Regions from separate parts of the Gossypium arboreum genome. Here region 1 is linked to region 2. A link is a contact called in public Hi-C data. All regions are on one chromosome and are shown on one strand. The core of a region is the stretch at or near the end of the contact, and the rest is flanking DNA. Distances in the headings are between cores, read along the strand shown. Region 1 overlaps LOC108483176 (stromal processing peptidase, chloroplastic). Region 2 holds the start of LOC108483012 (squamosa promoter-binding-like protein 14).

The links. A called contact is a pair of places that touch in the nucleus more often than the background predicts.
Region 1: a contact with region 2 is called in a Hi-C map of leaf, with 2.6 times the contacts expected there. The contact joins the enhancer-like site here to the promoter of LOC108483012 in region 2. A contact is called at or near these places in 2 of 5 Hi-C or Micro-C datasets (both in leaf).

What each region holds. Positions count from the first base shown.
Region 1 is chr1:103,214,224-103,219,482 of ASM2569848v2, reverse strand. LOC108483176 (stromal processing peptidase, chloroplastic) reads right to left here. Exons shown (of 24, transcript XM_017786430.2): 19 at 4,638-4,758; 20 at 4,172-4,292; 21 at 3,992-4,072; 22 at 3,717-3,818; 23 at 3,365-3,515; 24 at 2,660-3,025. The coding sequence ends at 2,934. Among protein-coding and RNA genes, the nearest start is that of LOC108483176, 12 kb to the right of the region's middle. Within about 2 kb of position 2,837, at least 2 of the 2 cell types and tissues checked have an H3K27ac peak or open chromatin away from gene starts, as enhancers often do. A contact at or near this core is called in leaf, where this site is marked.
Region 2 is chr1:103,040,823-103,046,324 of ASM2569848v2, reverse strand. LOC108483012 (squamosa promoter-binding-like protein 14) reads right to left here and starts at 1,296. Exons shown (of 12, transcript XM_017786177.2): 1 at 563-1,296; 2 at 398-461; 3 at 1-55. The coding sequence starts at 14.

The DNA of each region.
Region 1 (5,259 bases), core at 1,588-4,087, 170 kb before region 2:
ATTATTTTAACATGCTATTTTGCATGGTATTAATTAATTATATATTGTAAAAAATTTTATTTTCTTTTGTATATTCCATTTTGTTTTATTAATCTATTTATTTTAAAATTCTCTTTTATGAACATTCTTTACTTCAAATATTATATTTTCACTTTTGTGTATATTATTTATATTAAACTATCCGTTTTTTAGACATATTATTTATTCAGTATATATATTGTTTTGCATATCATTTATATTGTTTTATATACATACATACATTCTTTTCACGTTTGCATATGTAAATAATACCTATATCATCAATTCGAATTGTTGTACATTATGTTTTTGTATATATTGAGGATTTGTATTATTTTATGTATTTTCTTTCAAATTTATTTATGATTAAACATTTCTTTTAAATCTATATATAGTTTTGGTCTTTTAAAGCTATTTTATGATGAATTATTGTTTATTTCAAATGTCTCTTATATTATTATTTCCATACATACATTTGTAATAAGTATTTCATTATATGCATATTATTTACCTAGATGGATTTATATTTTGTATATTATGTATTTTGTTTTTAGTACTTTTTTTTTAAAACTCCTTCATACATACCTCGTTTTTATTCTCACACGAAATTTGTTGTTTGCATATCGATGATTTCACATTTTGCACTTCTCACATTATTAATTCTTCTTTATTTTTAAAACTTGCTACATTTCATTTGTGTTGATTTGCTTGGTACTTCTCTTAAAATTGCCTTGTAATTCATTGGCTTTTGTGTGTTAATGTTAGTCTTTGCATAAGGTACATTGTCATTGCATATACTTTATTTCCATATGATTATGATTTGTTTGTTTAGAACGCTTGCCATGTAATATTATGCTATGTTCGTGATTATGCTTTTATTTCATGCCATCATTGAGATTTAAACTCCAATCTATTTGACCAGCATTTGTGGTTTCATTTCTTCTCCAAACAAACCAAGCAAGTATGTTTTGGCTCAATTTTTATAATTGTTAACTTGAGCCCCCTCAACATAAGGAAATACTCCGTGTTTAGAAGTTTGAGAGATCGTGCCCAATCGTGCTGGGTTTCGATTTTTTTATTCGACTGAAATATAAAATATCCTTTTGAAATTTCGTCTATGTTCTCTTAAATTAAAAACGAGGCAATATTTCGTATTTAGGAGTTTGAGAGATCGTGCCCAATCGTGCTGGGTTTCGATTTTTTTCATTCGACTAAAATACAAAATATCCTCATGAAATTTCATCCATGTTTTCTTAGAATTAAAATAAGACAATATTTCATATTTGGAAGTTCAATAAATCGTGCCCAATCGTGCTGGGTTTCGATTTACCGTTTGACCAAATAACCAAATATCCTTTTTGAAATTTCAAGTGCATGGGTTTTGGAAATTATAAGATGATCTTGTATTGAGGGTTTGAAATGTCGCATCCAATCATGCTGGATATGGCATTTTATTCCTTCTGAACAAGAGAATCCCGAAACCCAATTCAAGTTATCTAAACGCTCTTAAAGGAATTGTATTTTTTTAAAATCTTTTCCAAATTTTCAACATTAGGACGTTAATTGATCAATACGGTACCAATTTTGGGTGTTGTGAGGGTGTTAATCCTTCCTCGCGCGTAATTGACTCCCGAATCCGTTTTCTAATTTTTCGTAGACCAAAAACGTTGTTTTAATAAATCGAAATGCTTTATTAAAATGATCGATCACAAGGTGACCCGATCGCACCTAAACAAAAAGGATTGGTGGCGACTCCATTTTCGTTTTAAAGTCGACCCCTGTTTTTCAAAATAAAAATGGTTTCGACAACCACCACTTTAGGTGGAATTTAAAATATGAGATTGAACTATCGAGATCCCCTCTTAAAATTACTCACAAATTTTAAAATTTTTCCATATTTTTATCTAAATAGATAAATTTATTTTAAAATTTTGAAAATAATAAAATTTTCCTACAAATCCCTCGTTCAAACACACTCTTATTTTATAAATAAAATAAAAGAATTCGTACAATTGTAAAAAATAAAAAAATAAAAAAAACTCCTAAAAGAATCCCAAAATTCTCTTTAAATTTCAGAATGAATCTTCAATGGAATTTGAGACTTGAGAGCCATTCAAGATGCACAAAACCAAATTTATTTAATTATCTTTCATCTTTCATTAAATGATTTAATCGGTTCCATTTTTACGAAAATTACTTGAAGTTAAAGTAATGTGCATTTCACAAACATTGTGATTTTTGGTATTACCATAAAAATAGAGGAAAAATATTTATCAGAGAATTTTAGGAATTTAAATTAAACATAATTAAAATAAAAATATATATATTTAGAAATAAATTCTTAATTTTGAGATTCTTTTGATTTTTATTTTATGATCTTTTAAATTTTCTAACATTTCTTAGAAAAGTTTTTAAAATAAAATTGACATTTGATACACCGAGCTAACCAAACCGAGAATACACCCATTGTACATGGGTCATTAGGTATTAAGCCCTTTTATATTTCTGGAAAAGGGGAAAAAGTTATGAACTAGCCAACCAACTTGACTCAAAAATGCAGTCAGCATACATGAGTGACGTGAGAAACGAAAACCCACACCATATACATGCTATACTTCCTGCAGAATGAGGTCTGAAATCATTATTTTTCCTAATATCTATTTGATTAGGAGCTTTATTCAGCCAAAATTCCCAAAGAATACAAAGCCTGTTGGTATCAAAATCATGTAATTACATTTCAATGTGTGACATTGACATACATATAGCAGCATCTTCATGGTTGGCTTGATTCCATATGAATTTGTTGCGTTGATCCTCGAATAATCCTCCTCAACGCTTCCACTTGGGAGAGATTTCCCATCGTTGCTCTAAACCCACCTTTTTGCCGACACAACAGCATCTGGCATCAAACAAGTTCATGTTGTTGGCCTTGTCATGGTAGATAAACCACGCCCTACAGGAATAACTCCTTGAAACCCTTCGTTTGATTCTTCCTCTTCTAAGGAAGCTGCACACAAGTTCATCCAACCAAATCAAGGGAAAATAACCCATAAAGTTTTTGAGTGTAGAATTTAGTATAAAATTAACTTTTAGAAATTGTGATAATAACTGCTTTTAACTATCGAGAAAATGTGAGGCATATTGTCTATCCTGTTACTAAAAATTAATCTAATTATTATATTATTATATTATTTATTCCTTGTTTCCATGTCCTAATTATCCACATATTGTCCATGGCATCTCATACCCATGTCCAACTTTGCCTTAATCCAATTTCCACAATCTAGCCCATTGGTTTTAAGATTTTTATCAGGTTCAAGGCATTTAAATTGAAGCATATCCTCACCCATAGCACCTTCACCGGCATTAACCCCTGCAATTCCAATACATGAGTAAAAAGAATCTTCGTCCACTTTCAGCTGGTCGTAAGCAAGGTAGATGTCCTCAATAGAAGCGGCCTCATATAGAGAAGTAAGCTCTTTGACGCATGATATGTCCTGAATTCCAAAAAATAAAAAAATTGGGAATTTATTACCGTCACCATGAGACTGGTAAGAATGAACAAATTTTGGTCCATCTTTTACACATCAAAATAAGTTTCAAATATAAAAATTATCTCAAGTATTGGGATTTGGAAAATAAGAATATAATAGTAACACAATATAACATAACACTGAACTGTCTAATTTTCATTTCACCTTTCTAGGAACCGAAGAAGCTTGTAGGTGAGCCAACAATCCTAGCCAATATGCATTTGACTTTATTTCTGCTTCGTGTCTCATTAAAAGAGTCCTCTTTGCCTGTAGATTCAAGGATTGCTTTTATAAACTTCAACAAATGACAGCTAGCTTGTCTAAGTAAAACTGTAAATTCTGCTTTTTTTTCACCTGAACCACATTCTTCCATAACAATTTCCAGTTACTTGGTAACATAAAAAAACTCATTAAGTCATATTAGTTGTATAAGAACTAACCCTCTCCAGTTCCCGTGGAGCAACCTTGTTGGAGTGCAAACCTCTAAGAACATTCTTGCAAGCATCAACAGCTTTATATACCTGGAAGTTAATCCCAAAAATAGGTGATGAGGAAAAAAGACAACAATAACCGCAAAAACAACAAAAGAATGCAGATCTATCTGTCGATTGATTGCCCACCTTGCTAGGAGTTGATGTTACAGATATGACATACCATCCAAGCTTAAGTCGATCAAACAAGTTCAACTCAAATGAGACATCATATGTTAACCCAAGGGAGTCCCGGACGGTTGTAAAAAGCCTGTGTCAAGTAGGGCAGAATTTGTATTAGATAATTCCCAAAGATGTATGGATTTGTTAAGGATGCCCCAGAAGAGTAAAAACTTGAAACACTTAAAACATGAACAGAACTTTTATTAGTACATGAACAGAACTTTTATTATTTTAACTAACAATTGCAAGTGAATAATCCTAACAGTCTTGATTGCAATTTCAACGCTCAGGACTTGTGACATCTAACAGCGTAACAAGGTACAAGCTGCCACAGCAATCAATAATTGATCATTTTGCAACCACTAAAAAATGTGCATTTGTGATCAATGCAGATTCACTTGCTCAATATATGCAGTTGGCTAAGAAGAATTACCTAGAATTTATAACCTCAGCTAGCAGCCCCATTGTTATGCCAAAGAAAAGTGGATGATCACGAAGCTTTCTTTGCAGATCCTTCTGAACATTGTTTCCCTCCTCGGAATGGAGTTGTGCTTCTGCAAAGTAAATGACCAGCCATGAGAGATGAAAAGTACCTTCTTCTTTTTTTTTTTTTTATTTCAAGGAAAATACATCTCATTTTGACACAAGTATTTAAGAATATATATAATTTTTTTTTCATTTAAAAACCATTCAAAGTTACTTAACTTGTATTCTGCATTACTAACAAATCCATTGGCTCAGACAATAAATGCGGACCCTTTTGGCTCGCAAAGAAACCAAAAACATGGGACATAGAAGTATTGATAGTCAGCTTTGGCATCTCACAGCACAATAAAATCCTGCTTTATCTAAGAGAAGCTTGGTAAAGCGCACTCTCAATTCCCTCAGGGACTCCTACCATTCTTCCCTCCATGGAACCAGGTCAAATTCTCAACTATGTTATAATAGGAAGGGAAAGACAAAGCAAAGGCAAATTGAAAGGTAGACTAAATGGCCATGCACAAGCTGCTAAGAAATGGAATTGCTCTGTTTGCAAAAAATGCAAGATTGTTAAA
Region 2 (5,502 bases), core at 47-2,546:
CCTGCATCCTCCATGGGTCTGAAAATAACTTGGTTTTCCAGACACCAAATGATCTCTGGACAAAAGAAATGGCTATTTTAACAAGTTATTTTTGAGAATCTATAACTAGTAACATAAGAGAAAGTAGTTCATCTCATCCAGAAAGTCAAAATAAGAAAGATGAATAGTCAAATCTTATAGGGGATGATAAGGCTTGAGAATAAACACTCCGGATCATAATTTTCAGGGCAGATTATCAGATCAGACAAAGATTGGGACTTGGATAAAAACATATTCAACGACTGACACATGTAGAAATCAAATTAAAATCTAAAAAAGAGCAAGATGAATGATAACAGTTATCCAAATAAATAGCAAATATATGCGCATAAGAAAATAAAGAAGATTTGAAACATACCTTTCACAAAAACCTCAGCTTGAGGATTTCACGGCTGATTATCAGATCAGACAAAGATTGGGAACTACTAGAGAAATGTAAAAAAAAAAATTAAATTAAAAAGAGCCAGATGAATGATACAACACAAGCAAATAGAAAATATAGGCGCGTAAATAAATAAGATACCTTAACCAAATCCCAGCTTAACGCTTCATCATCTCGTAAAAGCAAATAAAAAAATTAAAAAGAAGTGAAAGCAACCACCGCCTTCAACCTTTTCAGCCTTTTACTTCATGGTAATCACAGATCTGAATTCTCCTTTCTCCCAGATACCAACCATCAGACTTGGACTTGCGTCTCCCTCTTTGAAATTAAAAAAAAAAAGACAAGGAAAACGGAAAAAAAATATATATAGGAATCAAAGGTAGAACAGCAAGGAAACGCAGTCAGATCCGAGAAGATGAAGATGAAACAACTGGGAACTTGGGTTTGGCTCCACAACTTTGGTTTACTTTTTTGTTGTCTCTCTCAAAAGAAATAAGAAGAAGAAGAAGAAGAAGAAGAACAAGCAAAAAGTAAAACTTGGTAGCAGACTAGTTAGTAGGCTGGTATTCCATTTCTAATTTTTTTTACTTTTTCGCTGTGACTGCCTTTGCCTTTGCCTTTGCCTTTGCCTTAGCTTGAATTATTTTATTTATTTTATCATGTTTGTTTAATATTAGGGGTCGGGTGTTGCCGTAAATCGTAAATTGAAGCTGGATTGAGGTTATATTCATAATTTAGGGCCGCCCACGGAGCAACGAAGAATCCAAGACTCTTCCTTTCCTTGTTCTTAACTTGTCTAGTTTAGTCATTACCCGTAAGTGTAAGTAGCACGTTCTTTGTTGTTTTTGAGTTGTACTTGTATGTATGGTAATGGTTAACTAAGTTCTTGAATTTTGTGTTTAATAAGCCCTTCATTACTAGTTTAATTAGTATTGATTGGGAGTTGGAATGTATTTGGATATATAATGTTTTTTTTAGATATTTATAAAAGATGATACTTGAATTTTTATAATGGGAATTTTGCTATAAGGGGTTTGAATTTGTTATGAATTAAAGATCTCTCTTATCTTAAATTATGTATTTCAGTTTCTCTCACATTGACCCCTTTAATTTTTCTAGCCTTACAATTTAGTTCATAGGCCTTAATCTTTAATTTTCATTATCAACCAACTAATTATTCTAATTAATACTTGGTCACTAACTAATGAGCCTTTAATTCACTATCATGCCACTCCTAAAAACTTCTTGATTTGACTTCCCAAAATAGCTAGGTTTAATAAATTCGACCTAAAATTGATATTTCGAAAACCAGGCGTTACACTCACACTTCATATGGGTTGCCCCTTAAGGAATCTCTTTGTTTTCCTCTTCATTGGTCTAAAGCTTGAGGATGAAGGTCCTGGACGTGTGCTAATAGTTTGAAACTTCCTAGATCTCACACCAAAATTTTAAAACTTATTTCCTTATCTTTACAGCTCTTGTAAAAATAAGACGTTGCGTCCAATAGCTACGTTGCAAAGCTTCATATGGGATGGAAGAGTTAAGAAGACAAGTTTCTCTTTTTCTTTGACCCCCTTCTATTTCCACTCAAGTGGTTTTCCTTGTGTCCTTCTAATTGGCAGTGATAAGATGTAACAAATGCTGTGCATATATCTAACAATAAGGTTTGGGGAGTGATCATGTTTAGATGAAGGAAATTACCAAGGTATCCCTTCATTACCTCTTTAAAGGGAAGGCTTTCTCCTTTGTGCATTTGAGAAGTCGACATTGTTTTTGATCCTTTTCTTTTCTCACCAAACTACTTCCTAAAGTGTTATTAGGCATTCTTGTTCTAATAAGGAGATCTATGGAGGGGACCGTGAATATGAAATCAACTTTATCCTCATGTTAACTTCATATGAGTGCCTTAACTTTTTCATGTGACCATTGTGTTGTTAATTCACTTGGCATAACAAAATAGTCTCCATTTGTCATTAAAATGAATATACATTGATCTATTTAGGGTCATTTTCTTCCTATAAAGCTTGTGCACCTTCTATCTTGAAAGGTATTCCACCTTCATTCTAGGCTACCTTCTTTGTCCAATGGTTGCTGAACTATGATTTTGGCGCATATGGAAAGGTTGGATTGTTTGTCTTGCCAAGCAGTCAACCTTGGGGGATCATATTCATCCTTTTGCCCTATTGGCTTTATTTGTGAATGGATGTGGCCATCGTGTGTTAACATCCTAAGATCCCCTACTTTTGCACCAATATTTGGAGACTCTTAAGATTCCTTTTATTGTGGTGCCCCCCTCTTCCATCTTCTAAAGAACGGAGTCTTTGTTCTATGAATCTTTCCAATTGTTCTTTTCTTACAACTACTTCGGTGATATCCTTCAGGTTAAGGTAGTCATTTGTTGTGTGGCGCTTTATCATTGTGATAAGGAGCTCAGCTGTAGACTTCCTCTTCTATAGGTTGGACTGTATAAGTGGTAGAGTTCTCAACATTCCTTTAGCCTTGCTAAGAATATCCTTTTACGAGGTATTTAAAAGAGTGTAATAAAGATACAGTGTAAATGACACCCCGTTAAATGTTTTATATGTCAATAGCTTTGACACCTTATTACAGCCTCATCTTCCCTTTATCGGGGCAGAGAGATGATTTGGTTACGCCCTTAAGGTAGGGTTGTGTTGACATCTTAGAGTTTGCCTTTAACTCTAAAAATATTTTTACTTCATTTCTTGGTTACTTATTGTCTCCCAATAAATTGTGGAAAGAATGGATGGGTATGATTATGGCTCCATCATTGTAATTGCGGAAAGGATAAGTTATAGGCTTCCACAACGTCATTTTGATCTTTGTTCTAGTACCAACATGGAATTGATAGTGGATGGCTTTTTGGCTTTCTTATTCTTAATGGCAATAGCTCTCTAAGGGTAAAGACATAATTTTTTATTTGTTTCCAACAAACAACGCCAATTATTATAACAATTAAGTTATACAAGTACTTAGGGTGTACAATAATGATGGTTCACACCATAAGTGGTGCGGAAAGCTACTAAGGATGGAGGGTTAAGCTGATTAGGAGTGGTTATAGAGTGTTTGTATTGTGAGTAGATGAGTTCTTTTCTCTATGGGTTTTTCTCTTACTTTGATGCAGAGAGTAGATATTTATAAAGGGGGAGTGACTATTAAGGCCCTAGTCATCAAGCACTCCACTTTATAGGTGTAGGGGTTAGACTAGCAGATTTCAATCTAAAGACATTTTTGAAGTCGATATTAGATGACTAGACAGTGCGCCATCAGGTTTGAGATGGAGTTGAATTAGCAAGTTCTAACAAGAGCTCTTTTTTATATATCTTCTGGAGATTATGCAAATCCACTTTATGTGATATGCTGTTATTGTGAGGGAAAGCTAAGACTATGCTTCTAATAAAGCCATGAGTCCGAGCTTCATGAGTTTTACCTTTAAGTGTAGACGTCACATAGTTGAACAATGAATGATATGTTAGAGATATAACAATATTTAATATTTTATAATTGATTTTAAATAACAACATGCCTAGTTTATTAAAATAGTTAGTAGGATCGGTTCATCCCAATTCAATCGTGAAATACCTTATTCAAAATTACTGAATCTAATCGGTAATTTAATTATTGGGGAATTTTTTTTATTTTTATGAGAACTAATAATTGTTTTAAAAAGTTAAAATGAAAACAAGGCATCAAAGCTATCATTGATACTATGGTGATTCACATTACACTTCAATTTAATGCATTTCTACTCTTTTAATTGAATGAATGCCAGTTGTAAAGGAAATTACATTATCAACGGTTCATTCGGAGGGAGAATCGAGGGGTGAAAACGAAGAGGTAGAGTCTGAATTTAATTAATGGTAATTTTGATTTTAACTTCCAAATTTAATATTTGATTCAAATTAAATCGAGTATTATTTTTAAATTTTAACTCGTAAAGAATTAAATATTTTCAAAAATAATATAATAAAAGAAAATCTCAAAATTTGTAAACATCAACCAAATCCAAAAGTAAAGTAAGATTCAAAAACTAGATGTACATACAGCTTATCAATAATCTCAGTTTGAAAGGAAAAAAAGCATTACCTGTAGAAGAAATACAAATTAAAAAGTAAACAACCAGCAAAAAGATTTATTATTTGAAGTATTATTGATAGCAACAAACAAGTAATTATAAAATTTAAAAATATTTTAGGAAAACCTTTAAAAATATATTTCAAGAATAAACACATTTTATGAAAGTGATCACAAATTTCTTGTATACACTCCTAGTAAGAAGTCGATTAAAGAGTAAATAATGGTTATGAGCTTTAAAGTTATTTCATATTCAGTGAGAATTAAACTCTCAACCATTGGTTAAAATAGAAAACACCATTACTATTTCACTTAACGCTTGTGATTCTAACTACATTATTATTCAGCATTTAGTCTTAATAGAATGTATAAGAGTTAATTTAGTAGTATTATTAGAAAAGATGATTCAAAATGTTAGAAAAGAAGTTAGTTAATATGAAAAAAATTCCTCAGAAGTAATTTTCTAACTCTAACAATAATTCTGAAGTATGATATTAGTATAAAAAATATGTTGGTGAAAATTAGTAGAAAAATTATATATTCTTTAAATATTGGAGAACAATAAATTATTTAATCCAAAAGGTCAACATCTAAAACTTGAAAGCACCATTTTCTTAATTTTTCTTATTTGATTTGTCAACCCATAATTTTAACATTAAAATTAAAATATATGGATATCCATTTAAATTGATTTGTCAAATCAATGCACAACTTATCCATTGAGATTATAAAAAAACCAAGCCATTCCATTCAACTTCCAATCATACACATTTACACTAAAACATGTAGTTAATATTGAAATTAAGTAACCTTGCAAATTTATGAAGCAACCAACAAAAATATTACCATATAATATTCAATCACATTCTATAACTGTCACCATATATTTGTTTTTATGATTTTTTTTAAAATTTATCTCTCGGATTCAATAATGAACCTTTTTTTTTTTTTTTTTTAGAGTGTCTATGGTTAATATTTTGGTTACTACC